Linked DNA regions of Mus musculus: region 2 is linked to region 1. A link is a contact called in public promoter capture Hi-C data. All regions are on one chromosome and are shown on one strand. Each heading gives the region's core, a stretch centred on a gene start, on an enhancer-like site or on the middle of the called end of the contact. The rest is flanking DNA. Distances are from core to core; before and after follow the strand shown.

Region 1 (4,544 bases), core at 633-3,132:
GAAGTCACTCCATTTACAAAAGGTCAGAAGCACTGGCACAGTCCACTAGGGGGACAAGATCACACTCAACCTTGTCAAGGCAGCAAACACCACGATTACAAGTGTATATCCCTGGGTTTTGGTTGTTGTTGTTTGGTTGGCTTTTTTTTTTTTGTCAATTATTTCAAGGTTAATTTTAATGTGAGTTTCATAATTTTCAACAGAAAATAGCTTTTGTTTCTTTATACTACTGATGTTTGTTATGCAGGAAGCACTTACATATCCCCAGTAACAGAATCAGCTACTGGATATTTTAAACTATTAAGTCTGGTAAGATATTATTTACTCATGAAAACTGTAAAAGAACATAACATAGGTTTGTTGACTGACTACAGCAACTTTCCCTACTAGAAACCCCATGACTTACTTTCATTCGACGGAAGAGTATTTTTTACTTCAGTATTAGTTTTCTTCAACTTTGATTTGTCAAACGTTTCAACTTCTGACAAGTCTGGTTTATCGCTCATCTTGTCTATAAGAAAGACAAAACAAAGTTGCCCACTAGAACCATGATCAGATTAAGAGTCACAGTAAAAACATTCATTTACTATCAGTGAATGTTTTGCATGCTGTTTTCCAAAACAACGGATCTTAGAAAGTCATGTTTGTCTTAGAGTCTTCTGATTGCAATGCATTAGCTCATTTCTGGTGAAAGTAAATGACAGCAGACAAAGATGTTCAAGAAAGCAAGATACTCTAGAAACTGGCTGTGGAGACGTGGGGGTGTGGCTCACTTTAAAATTCCCAGCAAAGGCAAAATAGAAATGACAAAAATTAGCAGATAAGAATAGAAGAGCAAATAAGGGCTAGATTTGACTAGGGAAGACGTGAGGGACTATCTGAGCATTTTCACCTTCTAGGCAGTTACTTTTAGGGTATTTGGGAATGGTGGTGAGCATCATGCAGAAAAAATGTCAAACAACACTGTACTGACTTCTAAAGGATGATGAAAGCTGGTATATTAACCATTAGAGTAGGAATGAAAGGCGAATACAAGTCTCACACAATATCTTCTTGTAGCCTTAATAAACATGTAAGGGGGGGGGGGGAAGATAAACAGGTTGAGACTCAGAACTTTAGCAGAGTCAAGTAAGCCAAAGAGAGTTAAGTTCTACTTCACAGTTTTCACTGTTACTAGGTAGGAAAGCAAGGTACACATGGAGCCATCCCTGGCATCTTCTGAATTTCACAAGTGGATCAGGAAAGGAACAATAGGAAAAGACCCCAAAGGTCAGAAGGCAGAAATCTTCTGTATCACCCCAGTGGGGCAGGACACAATCTGTTAACCAAAGTATAGTGGAGAATCGTTATCTTCAAAGCTTCCACATGGCCAAACACAATGTCATTCAATCAAGGATACCCGAAGGCCCTCTTTTATGCTGAAAGCCAGAAAAACTGGGATTCACAACTTTGTAACCACAGGGCGGGACAGAGGGGCGAGAACCACAACCCTAAAAGTCCCTTTCCCACCCAACCAAACCCTACTTCCAGCCTTCACTAACTCCTCGAAGCTGCTGGTCCCTCTGAACCTCCCAGGGTGGGGACACCACCACCATCACCACCACCACCACCACTACCAGGACTATGCTCTGCACCGGCTAGAAACAGGGAAATCTGTAAACTCGGGTGAGCAGACAGCTTGGTCTGCCTGAAAACACAAAGACGATAGAGCAAGCACTAGCAGTCGCCACTGTGCTTGGTCCCGCAAATGCCAGGGGAGATACTCACCTGCCGGTTCCAAGGCTCCCTTCAGGCCAGCAGTTATGTCCACAGTTACCTCTGGATCAGGACTGTGCTCAGGAGTGCAGTGACCAACTGATTAACTCTGCCACGGGTCCCGCCCCTATATCCCGCCCATCCCCTCTATGATTGAACAGAAGGTCTAAACGTAATCCCTACACAGGCGTCCCTGATTGGACACATCTTGGCTTGACACGCCCCCTCCTCAGGTCTAGTGTTCTGGGTGGCTGTCTCTGTTCTGTTTACCTGCAGCCCACCTATAGCATGGCTTGATGATGCCTAAGAGATAATGATTGGCAAGGGTCAGTTCCCCTTCTCTTCCACAGCTTTAGCCCTGGGGTTCACAATTCCTTCTTTACAAATGCAGTCTTTCCTCCGCCGATTTAGAAGCCTCACATTAAACAGCTACACCTTACCCAGTTAAATTTTAATATCTGGACATCGGGGGCCAAACTGAATGAGTTGTACCCTGCATTCTTGTTGTTGCTTTTGTTGTTCTTGTTGTTGTTGTTACAGTTGTTGTTGTTGCTTTTGTTGTTGTTGTTGTTGCTGTTTGAACAGATGCTCAGTAACCTCTGTCTAATCTCTGCTCTGCTCGTAATGCAGACGTGAGAGTCAGTGGTTCAGGGCCATGCATTCCTGAACATTGCCTATGTACTCATGTGACAGTTTAGACTTTTTGTGCCATTGACCAGGAGAAGAACTACTTTAGAATAAGCACAAGGCCATCTACAGACACTAGTTTTCACTTAGAACTTTGGTTGATGCACAAGAAACAGAAGATGGAAACTGCAGTTACCTCCTCACAAGGCTTAGGGGTTTTCCCAGAAGAGGGGCTGAACGATTTTTAAGAGCTAGAGGCACTGGACTACTACAGTGTTTTTTGAACAGATGTGATTACAGGTACATAACTTGATCAAAATTAAAATAAGACCATATCTCAGCGTGGCCAGGGGTGTAAGGAGCACCAGAAGTCCTGCCCCTAGCTGAGAAGTACTGACAGTTGACAGTTGTTTGGAAAGAGAGATGCAGTTTTCTTGAAAGGTGAGGTCCCTGAGAGGTTACACATGTTCCAGCAGATGGCCCTACTCCTGGGCATATACTGGCTCCATCTTTTCCCCCTGCACATCTTGTAGGCAGGACAAATTATAGGTATAAAGGTATGTGGCTGGGTTGGTGTCCCAGTCTCCCCATTGGAAGTCTCACCTGGTTCCAGGAGATGGCAGCTCAGGCTCTATATCCCACATTGCAAGGAGTTTTAGCTAAGGTCACCTTCATAGATTCCCAGGAGTTTCCATCGCCCTAGGTCTCTAGCTCATCCCAGAGAAGCCCCTCGCCCGATCTCAGTACTCTCTCCCTCCATCCTTTCCCCACCTGAGCCAGGAATTATATTGAAGAGACAACATTAAGCAATGGCAACATAGCCCAGACATAGACATAGAGAACTGTGAGACAGTTGACTCAGGATATACAAATGCTCCATATTTGATAGTATTTTGTTATAAATGAATATGGAGAAAAAGGCTTGTCAACAAATGATATAAGGATACCTGAATATTTATCTAGAAAATTTGAAAGTGAACATCTAGCCTCATAGTGTTTACATGCTAGGGTTGAACCTGGGGCCTTGCACATGCTAAGAATGCACTCTCACCTCCAGCCCCCATCCTCACATTTCACGTGAAGTCAATTCCAAATATATTTAGAGAAGTAAATGTGAAAGAAAAAACTAAGGCTATCTATTCAAAGAAGATTGCTCTTCAGGAAACACACAGACACTGTAAAGAGAACACACAAAGGATTGAAGTGAGAACAAATAACTCCCATAATTAATTGGAAAAACTGACAAAACTCAACAAGAAACCTGAAAATGTCTTGAATACATGATTAACAAAAGAAGAGATCCTAATGTCCAACTGGCATATGTAAATATGCTCAGCATTATTAACAATCAGGAAAATCAAATCATGAGACTTCATTTTACTGGCACTGGGTTGGAAAACTAATGTCAGGTAGTGCCTGCTGCTGGCCTGCAGGTGGAGCAACAGGAACTGTTGAACATGGATTGGCAGGGTAGAAATCTGTGTGTGAGGCATAAATGTTAGGCAGCATTCAGTTACATTGAAAGTGTGCACACCTAACAAACCTGGTCTATCTTTTCTTTGTTTATTATGCTTTGTTTTTTGAAATTTTCTCTCTGTAGTCCTGGGTATCCTGGAACTCACACTGTACACCAGGTTAGCCTCAATCGAATTTAGTGATCTGCCTGCCTTAGCCTCACGAGTGCTATGATTAAAAGCATGCACCACTACTGCCTGGCTGCCAGCCTGAACTATAGAGTAAGTTATAGGACCGCAATCGCTACACAGAGAGACTCTGTCTCAAAAAAGTAGGGTGTGTGTGTGTGTGTGTCTGTGTGTGGGTGTGCGTGCGCGCGCGCGCACGTGCACACACGCACGCGCGAGCATGCAGTTTTCTGTCTAGCAATAAGTGTTTCCCTGTGTATAGAGAATGCATGCTCATATAGTATAGCAAATGAGATGAAATGTTAACAGGTCGATCTGAGTTAAGAATACATAGATGTTCTTTAAGCATTATGCATAAGATTTTGGGGAATAGTGCTGATCATTTCTCCCTAGTTTGTGACACAACTTTGTGAAAAATATTTTCTCTTGGAAGTTAGACATAAGCACAACTCGCTGCTGTTCTCATTCGCCTTTCTTTGTATGGGTGTGTATTGTACTTCCTTGAATGGACAAGCGTTG
Region 2 (4,544 bases), core at 688-3,187, 61 kb after region 1:
AATGTTGGCTCTTATTACACACAGGTATCAGTATGCATGACCAAACACATATTTTTTTTCACGTCGCATTTAAGTAAAATCCATTTGGGAGTGGTCTGGCCTTCCTACAGCTCCCCACTCGTATGGGTCCCCAGGAATTAGGATTCCCACAATACCACATGGGTAGGAGGAACAGATCAACCCAAAGGCCCTGGTACCTGGGATTTGGTACAGGGTAGGTAGAAGACCCATTACCCAGTTCTTGTAACCTGAGTCTAAAAGACAACCTATGGGCATACACTTCCTGATATCTGCATCGTGTTTTCTATCATCTGTAACCCTGCTATGGGCAAGGTGGAGACAGACTGAAAAGGTGACGCAATTCAGTCCTGTATCCATAACTCTTTTTCTTGTTAATGTGAGGGAGCATTTGAATCCTGGTCAGCAAAAACATTACTTGGTAATTAGAACTGAAGCCCTCCAGTAACACTTTCAAGGTTATATGTCACCTCTGTGGCAAACTGTGTGCAAATGTTTGGCACCGTGGCTTCAAGTTGTGGTCTAGAAATTGTACCGGGCCACACTCATCACTATCCTGATACACTTGTGAGACACAGGTTGGCTAGGGATGCTGGTTCAACAGGTTTCCAAGGACAGTCCTGTGACAGGTGCTGCTTCCTGCAAATTGTTAAAAATTTAAATTCTAGGAGGCTTTCCTTCCCCCCAAAATAATAATGAAGGAAAAAAAAACTCATATAAGTGAACCAGCAGCCTGTGTCTAAACAAGTCCCTCAGAGAAACAGAACGAGTGGAAGAATGTAAGAAGCAGTAGCATGCTTCATCCCTTGCTTCTCTCATTAATAAAACATCTTGATTTCTGGCCGTTCAGAATCTTTAAAAGTCTGCTTAAGGTTTTGAAGAGTTTGGGACTGCACGCTGTCAACTGACTTAGCTTACAAAACAAAGACGTAGCACAAGAATTTCAAATGCAGAGTGCTCTGACATCCTAACCAGATTACAAACTGGATCCTAGTGCAGGAGTAGATTCTGGCCTCAGGTTAAGATTAATTTTCCCACAGGGGTCCTGCTCTTGAATAGCAAATTCTCTCACCAGCAATAAACTATCTTGGCATTAAGTCCGCCTCCACTCCTCACTCGGGCCAAATAGCTGCACCGGGAGCTAACAGCCCCAGGAAAAAATGCCTGGAGGAAAAGTTGGCTTTATTTATTTATTTATTTATCCATCCAAAAGGTGTGAAAGCAGTCCCATCAAAGAGAGCACTCCTCCAACCCTTTCTCCAGAGCTCCTGGGTCGCTAACTCTTTGTGCTCTAACTGTTCCAATTCAAATGTAAATGACAGTTGTTAGAATGTGAAGGGTACTAAACCTACTCCCCCCCCGCCCCCCCCCAGCTCACAGCGGACTACCGAATCCACTGAACAAGGCAAGAGCACCATTCGTTAAGGTGTAACACAAAACAACCATCCCAACAGACACAGAATGGATCTGAAACCAAAGAAGGGCCCAGACAGTTTCATACGAACACGATCTATATGTGTGAGGACTGGGCAGCAACAGTTTCTTGCCTAATTCTTATCTTTGCTTCATCTTTTAGGGTCCATCCTTGTATCTCGCCGATCCCTAACCTAAAATAAAACAAAACAAACCCAGCGGCCAGCACACCGGAAACAGCGACACGCGCTGCTGTGGCGTCATCAACAGTCGCCGGGTGTTCGGTCCGTTCTCACCCAACCCCCAGCCCCCAATCTCCTCACTTCAGTTCCCATCTCTTTGAGCCTTTTGGCAGCTGGAGGTTTCTAACCTTGAGCCGGAGACACCCCGCCGCGACATCCCACCTTGTCCTCTTCCCTGGGACTGACCTATCCAGCCGTATGGCCTCCGGGAGCATCGGCAACAGTAGCGGCAGTAGCAACACGGGGCCCGATCCCAGAAGCCTCTGCGAAGGTCGCCGCCCCCAGAATCTCGTGGCAGCTTTCCGGGACCACCCAAGACGCCGTGCTGCGGCGTGTTCCTCCTTCAACCCCAGCTGGCTCCAACTTCCAACCAGGGCTTGTCACCCCTCCCCCACACCCCAGAGTTGCCGGGCTTTGGCGGGCCAACTCCATACAACCAGCAACAGTTTAGCATCTTTTGTGCTAAAGCAGATAAAATTCTTTACCTGCCCCTATCTCATTTGTTCGAGGTGGGCTCAGTTACCAACTATTTTGAAGTTGAAAATCATTTTCTCCATGTGATAGTTTATTGTGACTCATTTAAGCCTGCTGGGCCAACTCCAGCCCCGAACCCCCCCCCCCTTTTTTTGGTTGGTTTTTCGAGACATGGTTTCTCTGTGTAGCCCCGGCTGTCCTGGAACTCACTCTGTAGACCAAGCTGACCTTGAACTCAGAAATCTGCCTGCCTCTGCCTCCCATGTGCGATGTGCCCTTTCTGATGTGTTCACTTTGAACCTGAAACCCTTTATACCCTCTCTTTCCCATCTTTGTGGTTCCTGTGTGACTTCACTGCAGACCTTAAATGCGGCGGCTATTTTATTGTGCTTGTGGGCGAGGGTGCCAAGGGACGCCCATGGTGGTGATCTGAAGACACTCTTCAGGAATTGATTCTTTGCTACCACTTTGTGGGATCTGGGGACTGAACCCAAGTAGTCAAGCTCTCACCCCCAGAGCCATTTCAATGGCCCCTAGGGACTTTTTGAAGTGTAGTTTCTGGATTGAATTCTCCACACACCCACTATCAACGTGGACATATTAATCAGGTATTCAATTGGTTTTCTCTTTTTGTAGAATGAGTATACTAACAGTACCTACTGCTAGTGTGCTACTGAGAAGAGAAACATTTTGTAGCACAAAATTAAGCAGTATATCAAAAGAAATATTTTAAATTTATTTTTAACCTTTAAGATCATTTTATATTTTAGGTCTCTTGCTTGAATTTATGTCTGTACACTGAGTGGGTGTCTGTTGCCCACAGGGGCTAGAAGAGGGTGCTGAATCCCCTGGAATGAGATAAAGGGGTGTTTGCACGATGTAGGTGCTGGGAATCAAACTCAGGACTTCTGGAAGAGCAGCCAGTACTTTTAACCACTGAGATCTCTCTCCAGCCCCATGATTAAAAAACAAAAAAGATTGTATTTTCTGTGTGTGTTTTACTTGCATATATACATTTGGACCACCTGTGTGCTTCCTGACCAGAGAGACCAGAAAAGGGCTTCTTGGGTGCTGTGTGGGTGCTGGGAACCAAACCGGGGTCTTCTGCAAGAGCAACAAGAGCTCTTAACTGATGAGCCATTTCTCTAAGACCTGGAAATTATAATTCTTTTTTTTTTTTTTGAGACAGGGTTTCTCTGTATAGCCCTGGCTGTCCTGTCTCACTTTGTAGACCAGGCTGGCCTTGAACTGCTCTCAGCTCTGCCTGCACCATGCCTGTCTAGATGCTGCCGTGCTCCTGCCTTGATAATAGACTGAACCTCTGAACCTGTAAGCCAGTTCCAATTAAATGTTGTCCTTTATAATAGTTGCATTAGTCTGCTCACAGACTGGAGTATTGCTGTAATAGGCCTGACCATGCTTTTGTTTAGAAGAATGTGGATTTTGGGACTTTGGATTTGGAAAGCAGTGGAATGCTTTAAATGGGGCTTAATAGGCCATCCTAGTAGGAATATGGAAGATTTTGTTGCTGAGACTAATTTGAATTGTGCAGACCTGGCCCAAGATGTTTCAGATGAGAAAATTTTCAGTATGTGGCCTAGAGACTGTTTTGTGGTACTTTGGTGAAGAATGTGGCTGGTTTTGCCCTTGTCTAAAGAGTCTACCTGAGGCTAAGGTAAAGAGATTTATGTTAATTGCATTAACAAAGAAAGTCTCAAAAAAGCCCAGCAGAGACTGTTTTCTGGTTAAGTGTTAAGAGTGCTTTGAACAAGCCCATGGGGACCAGGGAGTGGAATGTGATGGTTTGTATATGTTCTGCCTAAGGAGTCCCACGATTAGAAGGTGTGGCTTTGTTGGAGTAGGTTTGTCTGTCACCTTGGACATGGGCTTTAAGACCCTAACCCTAGCTGCCTGGAAGCCAGTATTTTGCTAGCAGCCTTCAGATGAAGATTTAGAACTCTCTGCTCCTCCTGCACCATGCCTACCTGGGCAATGTCATGCTCCTGCCTTGATGATAATGGACTAAACCTCTGAACCTATAAGCCAGCCCAATTAAATGTTGTCCTTATAAGAGTTGCCTTGGTCATGGTGTCTGTTAACAGCAGTAAAACCCTAACTAAGACAGTGGGGATTTTGTTTGTATATTTTTCCCTGAAAGAAATGGATCCTGTGGCTTCTGGCATGGTAGTGTTCTTCCACTGAGTTACATTGCTGGCTAATCCTGTTGATTTTTTTAAACAGCAGGTTTGAAAGGTCATTTTAGCCTGCTACAAAAGAAGTCAATGTTATGAAAATTGCCACTGATCAAGAATAATTAGCTGGGAGGAGATGGCACACGCCTTTGATCCCAGAACTTGGGAGTCAGAGGTGGATTTCTGAGTTCGAGGCCAGCATGGT

Evidence for each region. Capture Hi-C pulls out chosen DNA fragments and counts their contacts.
Region 2: a contact with region 1 is called in a promoter capture Hi-C map of adipose tissue. The contact joins the promoter of Slc25a53 here to the promoter of Tmsb15b1 in region 1. A contact is called at or near these places in 2 of 39 promoter capture datasets (the C10 cell line and pre-B cells), 14 of 484 Hi-C or Micro-C datasets (the 63-12 cell line, CD4 T cells, CD8 T cells and 7 more), 7 of 115 datasets of contacts at active chromatin or transcription factors (the 230-238 cell line, effector CD8 T cells, embryonic stem cells and 4 more) and 2 of 9 other capture datasets (adipose tissue and liver).

Annotation. Positions count from the first base shown.
Region 1 is chrX:136,974,992-136,979,535 of GRCm38.p6, forward strand. It overlaps Tmsb15b1 (thymosin beta 15b1), which reads right to left and starts at 1,883. Exons shown (of 3, transcript NM_001081983.1): 1 at 1,768-1,883; 2 at 407-511. The coding sequence starts at 506. Tmsb15l (thymosin beta 15b like) reads right to left here and starts at 1,883. Exons shown (of 4, transcript NM_207267.4): 1 at 1,768-1,883; 2 at 407-511. The coding sequence starts at 506.
Region 2 is chrX:137,036,365-137,040,908 of GRCm38.p6, forward strand. It overlaps Slc25a53 (solute carrier family 25, member 53), which reads right to left and starts at 1,938. Exons shown (of 7, transcript NM_001082412.2): 1 at 1,860-1,938.